2 separate regions of the Gasterosteus aculeatus genome follow, and region 1 is linked to region 2. A link is a contact called in public Hi-C data. All regions are on one chromosome and are shown on one strand. The core of a region is the stretch at or near the end of the contact, and the rest is flanking DNA. Distances in the headings are between cores, read along the strand shown.

Region 1 (5,177 bases), core at 895-3,394, 290 kb after region 2:
GACGGCTGTGGGCAGGATGTTTAGAAGTTCCAGGGGTTCAACCGACTGGTCTGCTGAGGAAAGGTTGTTGGTGTAGATGGAGAAGCTCAGTGGGGAGAGCACACATCCCTGAGAGGCGCCGGGATGTGATTTCCCCCCCGCCTCATCTGCTTTTACTGACTCAACCATTTTCATACAAGGACGTCAAAAATGTTTAGATTGACGCAACAAATCTTTTGACAGTAATACCGGATTGGTTAGTTTGGATGATCTATTTTTTTTTCCAGAATTACTTTTGTATTTTCGTCTGCTTCTGCGAATGTGCCGTTCAACAAAAGAGAGAAAAGGCTTTGTGTGACCGTGAAACCACTGAATGGTAGGATGAACAATGACACTAGTACAAAAAAAGTTGTTGGCAGGAGTCTATTAATAAAAGGATGCATTATATTAAAAGAAATCTGAAATAAAATCCAGCAATGACACACACAGCCTGGCAGAAACCTACTACCTTATTCCTCACTATACAGACAAGGACTGGAAATTATTTTCGCAGTCTGGATCCTACCATCTACTCTGGTAAACACGGGGGGTGAGCTCCACAAAGGCAGGCTTTGAAGGAATAATAAAATCATAGGACATCCAGAAAGGTCACCACAATGAGAAAAAAACCCACTAATGAAGTTGGGTGCTTTTCTGCACTCTGTTAATTTTTTTATTGGAAGTCGAGGAAGTCATTGCCCTCCTGCAAACATGTGAGGTGCAAAGAGCTTTAAAAAGCACACAAGCTATGTGCATTACTCTTCTTGAAAAAAATGCGTTAGGATACAGTGATGCAGGGCGATCTGTAATTTCACTGAATTTCATGTGGTCCCCAATATCAACACAAAATAGAGCAAAACAATAGACTAAAACGATTGACAGAGTACTTTAATAAACCTGCTCCTGCTGAGGATATTTGCCTTGTGAAAAGGGAAGGAATTTGCCTTTTAACATAATAAGAGGCAACACAGTTATCTCAAGCGTACCTAAGCCCCAAACATAAACAATACTTTATTAACTAGACTCTTGCAAGGAGGTGCTTCACTGTATGAACACCTGTCAAAAGGTGTTATTTGGTTCCATCTAATCCATTCAGTTATATCCTAAAAGGTAGAAAGACAAATATGGACTTCACAACGGTAAAATAGGTCAAAGTGATTTTCTACAGAGGAGAATCATATGGGTCAATGCATTATTTCTGGAAATTCAGAAGTGTTGCAGGATTGTTGAAAATTACCGACCAATTTATATAGGTGACCTAGTAGAGTGTCTATATTTGTCTTGAATTGAGCGTACTGTATGCACAGAGAGGATTCGTTCCCCGCTCCTCGTTTTTCACATCTCATCTCACTTTATTCAGACATGATCGTCTTTGCTTCCCCCCCCCCTCTCTCTACACGGCTGCCTGTATGTGTTAGCGGCTTGTGACTGTCAAGGCTGCTACAATACCGCTTTGAATTTGCCTTTTGAAAGCCATGTCATGTTGCCACATAATATCTCAAGGTCAAAACGTAGAGAGTTGGTTATATTGACTCTCAATCGTGCCTGATATCAAACAAATAGGCTTAATAATAGTCCCTAAATTAACTTTGGAATTTTTTTTTCTCTCCAACTCAAAAACACTTCACTTTGTCATTTTGATTCCAACAGACTGGGGATAAGAAAACACGACTTGAGATCTCCCCTTTGGTGTTTGGCTTGATTTAGACTCAACTAGGCCAGCTCTGTTTGTCTTGTCTAAGGCGATTTTGACTTTCGGGATGGTCACAGTCTCACCCTCCGTAGCTGAGAGTCCCTGTCGCTTCGTCTTTATCTCTCTCTCCCCAGCCGCTATCTTCTTCTTTCTGCCTGTGCACGCTACAAACCACCCCTCATTCCATCCCGCTCCTTCCCCCTCGGTGCCCTCTGTCTCAGTCACCCTGTAGTGAACAGGTGTATCTGTCTCTCTCCTGATGAGTTTATTACTCCGAAGTGTCTCTATAGTCCCCGTGGACCCCCCGCCTCCTAATACGCTTAGCTCTCACAGCTTATGTCAGCCAGAGTGGGTGGTCTGATAACGCTCCACTTGATCCAGCGCTCCACATCAGGGTCCATCTGGTCCACAGTGACTTTGGTCGGCTTGTATGTCAGGGAGTAGACACACATCCGAGCCGAAGAGTGACCTTCACCGACCCGTTGAAGGTGATGGGGGCGGCGCTGCACTGTGGTACCACGTTGACCAGCGTCCCAGACTTGGGCAGCATTTCCTTCATTGAACAGGTATGGAGATTAATGCGGTTACTTCAACATATCAAACTGCCCAACTCCCAAGAGGGATCAGGACTTCCATTATGTATACATTCATAAACGGCCGGAAGCCAAGTTCACGCTTTATAAGCACACATCATTACATATCAAGTTTAAGTTAGTAAAGCTGTGATACATCAAGTTAGAGCTGCTGTTCTCTCCAATTTGGAAAAATGCAGGATGATATAAGTACACACTGATTTCTTATCCCCTTTTAAATTGATATCATACATTTGTTTGCACACAGTAGTTTTTTTTAGCAACGTTAGTGCTGGTCTGGGGTCTGGGGAAATACTTGTGTCCCTAGCGGTGAAGTATTTCACTGTGTTTACACAACAAAGCTGGTGAGGGTGACAACAGTGAACAGAATGAAGGAAAGTTCAGAGCCTGTAAACCGGCCGTTGAGTTAAAAGATAACGACATTTTCCAAAGAGCTGAGAGGAACTTTGATAATGAGTGAACCTCTACGAACATCCCCTTTCACCTTACACATCACTTCTGCCATTCTTTAAAAGAACATAATGATAATATCAGCTTAAAGCCAAGTAATGTATTGTATATATAATAAATTCACAGCATCACGACGATACAAGTAATGGAAAAAGAGGTACTGTGGATGGAGCCAATAATAAAGTGACATGGCACAGGACACACTACTCAGGATCACATGTCACGAGATGCAACTACAATGTCTCAAGGTTCTTAGTGTGGTTTAAATGCTGGACTGTTCTTTTCCTTCATCATTTTACCCCCAACTGTGTCTTACTCGCACAACAGTGTTTCACAGTGAAGCACGTAAATAACCTCAAACTAGCCAATGTTCTGAGCAATCTGGTGAGCAGCTAAATGTAGACGCAGGAATGATGGCTCCCCCAATCTGCCTTGTTCGCTCGCTCTTTCTCTGTCTCACTTCGGTATTTTTGTCCCCCATCTTTTACCTGCAAATACCTCCACCCCTAACTCAGTCCGTACTTCCCACCAGGAGATATCAAAGGGTTTGAAAGCAAGACAAAGACTCCTCCCTATTCCCCACAGAGCGCTGCGGAGCCTGTGCTTAGATGTGCATTGTTCTGATGTGAAAGTGCAGCACCTGACTTCCTCAGAGCGGCTGCGAGGCTTTGTGGAGTCAAAGTGGCCTTGAAGTATGCATATGGATGTATTCATCATCAGTAGATGTACACAACAGCAAGAGACAACCTGCTGTTGTCTCCTGCTGACGACCTTCTGACTCTATGAGGTACCTACAGGTGTTATTCACAACAATGTGCAAATGAACACAGGCTGTGGCACCAGTACTTTACCTACAAGCAGCAGCGTCATACACTTGCATTATTTGTAGGAGAGGAAGATGCGTTGCATTCCTGTAAGATGAATAGGCTGAGAAATAATAGTTTACATACAGTGATATGTTGGATCTAAGTTGTACTCTTTCCATCATGCTCTTTTCTTTCTTTTTTTAAATACCTTTTAAACACGCTTTAATATCTGGTTGTCGAATAGCAATCATACATAGTTTTTTGTTGGTTATAGAGAATGTACCAGGCCGATCCTTTGAAAGACCTCCTTCCTTTTTATTTTACTGAATTCCAAAAACAACATCAATCTGCTTATAAAAAATGGGGTTGGAAAATCATTAGCACCATCTAGTGGAGTGTTAAGAAGAGCCTTTCTGTAGCATCATGTTTGGTCATTTTGACATGTGTAAACTCCACTAGCAAAATGTATTTTTAGCGTCTAAAACCCTTGAGTTTGCATGATACGTTTCACATGAATCTACAGTACAGCAAGTATATAGCGTGTACTTTATGAATGTTTGAATTATTTCAATACAATCCTTTAGGTATCTAGTTGCCAGCCTACCAATCCACCTTTCTATCCATCTATCCATCTATGTATCCGTCCGTCTATGTTAATCTTCTGTGAAATTGAGTGAATTACACTGAAACACAGCCACCGGATCAAGTGCGCTGATTTCTGAAGTCTCAAACCAGAGCTAATTAGCAGATAATAAAGAACTATGAATGTCAAGTAAATTATGAATTTACATCCCGGAGGTTCATGAAGGTAATTTTTACCAAATGGGTCCTTTTTTTGGTCCTCTTTACCTGTTTTAAGGTGCGAGTGATTCATGTTTTGTTTAATCGCCCATTTGCCAGAGCGTCTGCAGACTGTCGCCTTGCTCATGAAAGCTACGATCTCCAAATAATCAAAGACGTCGCTGCACATAAGCAGCCTTTCTGTGCACATGCAACGGTATTCACACATGTGATGTGGAGGAATTTCCAGATTTTTCGTCTGAAAGGTTGTTTCCATGACTAAAGTGGGAGTCAAATTCCATTTGAGAGGGACAGTTTCTTTTTAGAGCGTTAAGTAAAGTTATAGTATTAATGTCTCTGGCTATACTTTTGTTGTTTATATGTAACGGTGGGAGCTGAAGACTCAAGTCCAGGCAAGGTAAATATTGCTTCAACCTGGACTAATGTTAAAATGTCTTTTTGGCCTTTTTGGCATTCACATTCATTTATAATCATAACATGCACCTGTTAATCAATGAAGAAGACTTCACATCAAATCCAAAAGCTTTGAAGTCCACAGATTAAGTTGAATACATCTTAAATAGTTGTTTGCTCTGTGTGTGTGTGTTGTTGTTGTTGTTTTTAATGCAGAAAAAGGACATGCACAGGGACGCAAAAACAGCCAAAAGACATCATTCGAAATCAAAATCAGTCGCGCAAACTTGTGTGTTTGAATTATGTTGGAAGTTAACTTGTAAAAATGAAGTATAAAGAGAATTTGATTTTTGGAAATGTACGTGATCCTGCATGACGTCAAGGTCAGGGACCCAGAAAAGACCCAGATTAACTGTGTTATAT
Region 2 (4,560 bases), core at 328-2,827:
TGGTTTCCAGCCCCTCATACACAAACCGTGCTTATTAAAATGTCCATTTGTATGAAGGTTTACCATATGTGAGAATTTGTCCCTGTCTATTGCATTTTTGCAAATTGACACAGTAATAGCTTAATATAATTATACTGAAACGCTGCTCCACTTGTATAAGATTGATGCTGGCAATATAACAGTAGCAAATTACATGAGCTCAGAAAAAGCTGAAATATGCGACCTGTTTGTTAAGTACATTTCTTGCTCTCTTTTTTTTAAGCTGCCAATCAAACATGCAAGCACCTGTTGTTAAAGTTTTAGGATGGTCTTTACATGTCTTACTAGCATTTGACTCCGGTGCAGAGGTCAGAGGACGATTAGCATGTGCCTTAGCTGTCTGGAAAAACAAAGGTAGGTCAAAGGTTAGTGCTACTTGTGGCTTTCATCCCATTACAATCAGGTTACGCGTGTTCCCTGAAAGAAAGTTCCAGCCGCATCAAGCGCAACATCAGCGCTGGATGAGCCGTGTAGTTGCATTTGTTATATGTGTGGCAAACTATTTATTTATATTCCCCTTGAAATTCACAAACACATAGAAGAGCTCTCTCTGAAACTGTGTTTGTTGGTGGAGCAGATCATTGTTTGAGTAGAGCATAGGACTGGGATCTCCCGAAAGTTTCTGTTTGTTGCATGACACCACCTGATAGCAGTTTGCATCAGACAAGCTGGGCTATTTGGGATTTTACTGTAGCTCTAGGCTGTCTTTTAAATGCCCAAACAAAGCTAAAAGCCAACAGCGTGAAGCAATAAGTGTAAAACAACCTGATTGAATAAAAGCTGGGAAAAAAAGGAAAGCATCAGTTGGGTTCCAGCCCGGACTGTGAATGATAACCGAAAGGTGAATTTAATCCTGCATCATGACAGGCAAGTATGGGAAGAAGGGCAAAACATTGTCTATGATCTACATCAAAATCTTGCATGATATCTGACAAGTGAGTGGTACCAAAGACACAAAAACACTGATCTTTTTTTTCTTATCCAAGATCTGTTTTTGCAATCACTAAAAGACAGTGTCCACCTGCAACCTGTTAACCGTGAGCAACATGAGGCCTGTTATGGCACATACAGCTGAATAAATCTTTCAGGATATCTTTTGTCTTAATAACCGCATAAAGCTAAAAAGAAGCTGCCATATTAAAGAATAATTTGAATAGTTTTTAAGTCTTGGTTTGCCTCCAAAACCTTGTGTTGGATGACTGCGTTTCGTTTTGAACTGAGTTATATAAAGGACACGCCTCAATAACGGTAGTGTATTTTGAAGTACATGTTACGCTTGTTTTCATCACCTTCTGTGGTTTTTAATTCAATTCTAGAAAAATGTATCTGTGGGTTGATTCACATGATTAAAATGATGCGGAGTTAGATCACACAAACGACTGCAAACCGACTGTAACCATTTCTACGGAGTTAGGTTCCAAACGCCTTTCGAATACACGGGAAACCCGGGTAACTAAAACGAGCCAACACGAGGTAGAGTTGATCGACAGCTCGTTGCGGCCAATCAAATGCCCTTTCAACCGTACACAGAGGGGGTTGTACGTCATTTGGTGCACGCTATTGGTTGGATTAAATTCGCGTGGCTCGCATCCCCATTGCGCGGGTCTGTCAAAAAATATCTGCCCCATAAGTGTGTACGGCCAACGATTCAGCTAACGTTAGTTTGTCATGATGCTACAGCTTAGTATTGAAGGACGCATAAGACCTGCCAGAGGAGGAAACCGGTACGTTGTAAACAGCAGTTCCCCTGCTATCGGCACCGTTTAACGTAATGTGACAATCCATAAATTGGATTAGCGCTAAGTAAAGCCACCGGTCAATGATAGTTTAGCGCACTTGCTATCGCTAGCTAGTGCAGACTTGGACATATACGGTTACGTATGCGCATCTCTTATTTTGAACAAGGGATGTAATTTGCGCAAGGCGACCTTCGCTTCAGCTGTCCGCCGAATTCAACGCGCGAGGAGAAAACGTTAATGTTTATTTTCGGCCCGTGTGGTCTTCACCAGTTTAGGGCGCGTGCGAAACGCAACGAAGACGTTACATTACGAGGTCCTACGTTAACGTCAACGGCGATTAGCTCGTGTCCGGGTCAGTAGCTTTTTTTTTAAGGTCAACAACATGGACGGTTACGGTCAGCGGTTTGAATCCGGTAAACTCCAGAAGAAGAAGGCTTCCTCCAGCGCCAGCTCGTGTTACGACGAGGGAGACCGAAAACCAAAGTTTGTAAGTATGGCCCGCTGAATGGGAGGCCCCTTCGTGCTCATCCACGAGCGTCTCGGTCCCCGACACCACCTGTGGACACGCGCACCTGCACACAGTCAAACGCGGAATCAACTGGGGAGAAGGTGCGCCGAGGCGGTAGTGAATAGATCAAATACTTTATATAGAAAGATATGAGACAATGACCTTTTTATTGTAACTTTTCCCCCCCAGTTACTTGAATTAATTTCGAAGTGCTGCCCGAGGAAATGCAGGTGAAAGCGAGCTGCAGAATAGAGGAGGAGATGCACGCGCAGGGTTCTTACTTGACACCTTTACATTCTCCACCTTGCAGAGAGAACAGTCAGAATCTCTCTCGCCTTCAATGTAATCTTTACATGGAAGAATGTCTGTGTGTGTAAAACCGTGACGTGGAAACCAAAAGGTTAAAATTAGCACAGGGTTTAGCCTTTACGCTAATCCATGTCCTTCCTACTATCACACACATACACACACCAACGTTTTGTCCTTCTGGTAAATGTTTTCCCTATTTGTCTGGGATATTTGGATAAAAGCGTCAGTGTTCTGTTATTCGGTTTCTCAAGTAGGGCTCTCATTTCCAAAGCTTTCAAACAACTACAACACACACACACACACACACACACTAACACACCCCTCTTTTAGGCAGGAGGCTTCAGCACGACACTGATAGACTTCATTCACTCTCAACTTGCATACTCATGAGAGTGCTCCACAAGTCCGTTCCCTTCCCGCTGCCATTCAGAGGTTCTGGTTTACAATTGTGGGAAGGGGGCGGTGCAGCAGTGGTTTTTAAATCCTGCCATCATCCACTCCCACTGATTGGCTGATGACCACATGTCTGACAGTTACCAGCCCGAATGCAAGTGTAAATAATGTGTTTGCCGACTGAGCTGATTGTTCAGGGCTGGTTGAACGTTCGGGTTTGATGTGTGTTAAACCGTTCGCATCGACTGCCGATGTGTATTTAACCTGCATCGCTGCACACGTGTGTAAGAGCTGTGGGTTTCGAACGCGTTGGAGATGACATTTGCAGTCTTATGTTGATGTTAAGGGTTTAGCCGGCTCCACGGCAGGGCGGATCAAACCCAGAGTCCTTGAGGTCATGTGGCGAAAATGTCCTTTTAGCACAAGTGTTTTTTCACTAAAGCAGCCCGCGTGTTGCCTGTCTTTGAGGATGAAAGTTCTTTCTTAGCCTTGGAAATATCCTTTTACTAAATCCTTTTTTTTTCTCCCAGGACCACTTACTGGCTTTTTCTGCAGTTTTTCAACAACAGATGATGATTTTGATGAGCAGATGGAGTTTGCGCGGCCGTCTTGGAGATGAGTCATTTGGGTAGTTTTTGGAATTTAGACAAAGGTGGCTGCATGTATAATAGTGATGATGATGATAATACTTGTGTTCGTAAAAGGAGAGAAACATAACATCCCACAATGACAACGGAGTAAAGTAAATCTGAATGATTGTGAGATGTAGTTGTATCTCTGGAAAATGTTAGTAAATGGACCTCAATTTGCAATTTTATTTTGAGACTTACTCAAAACCTCATTAGTCTATGCTAGGGCACTCTCTTTGTGAGGCTCCTTTGAAACAGAGGCGATGCAAGAGAGTACTTTTTGTGCTTTTGTATCCTGCACACTCGGCAGCGCGTCCTCACTGCTTTCAACAATAGTGAGAAGCAAAGCGTCCTTACGTGAGATCAAATCTACATTATCACTCAGGCGTACAAAGTGTTGGTTGTTGTTCTGGTTCTCTTTGAAGTACTAAACAAAAATCAGCACGCTGAGACCATGTTGCTTCCAAGAAAGTCGTGTATTGGAACAATGCCCTCCATACAGTTTTCTTTAACAAAAAAATTATAATTTTTTTTTAATAGAAATGCACAACTAGAGAACATCTTGCGTTTTTTTTTTTTTTTTTTCTTATCAAAAGATGCGGGGTCAGTCCGCCCTGCAACATGTATGATTTATAACATTGTTGCAGTGGAAAACTGAAAAACATTGTAAATGGTTTTCACATTTGAGAAGAGCGCTCGTAGTCGTTCCTCTCAATAGGTGGCAGTGGAATACCACAATATTTACTGTATTTGGGGGAAAGTGGATTTTCCATCGAAGGCCACTTTTATATTCACAGGCTATTCATTTATTATCAAATTAAAGAAGAAAAAACAGGATCAGAATGTTATTGCAAATGAATGAATGTTCTTTTGAGATGGTGTTTTTGGCCTCTACATCCAGGGTATAAAAGATGAGGACTTTTTTCCTTGTCAAAAGATCTAT

Evidence for each region. Hi-C and Micro-C count contacts between places; a contact is called where the count stands out from the background.
Region 1: a contact with region 2 is called in a Hi-C map of liver, with 6 times the contacts expected there. The contact joins the enhancer-like site here to the promoter of LOC120835445 in region 2. A contact is called at or near these places in 4 of 6 Hi-C or Micro-C datasets (liver, skeletal muscle and tail fin).

What each region holds. Positions count from the first base shown.
Region 1 is chr12:8,888,742-8,893,918 of fGasAcu3.hap1.1, forward strand. No RefSeq gene overlaps it. Among protein-coding and RNA genes, the nearest start is that of pcdh17, 7.3 kb to the left of the region's middle. Within about 2 kb of position 2,145, at least 1 of the 9 cell types and tissues checked has open chromatin away from gene starts, as enhancers often do.
Region 2 is chr12:8,595,533-8,600,092 of fGasAcu3.hap1.1, forward strand. LOC120835445 (protein diaphanous homolog 3) reads left to right here and starts at 1,578. Exons shown (of 27, transcript XM_078085244.1): 1 at 1,578-2,265. The coding sequence starts at 2,161.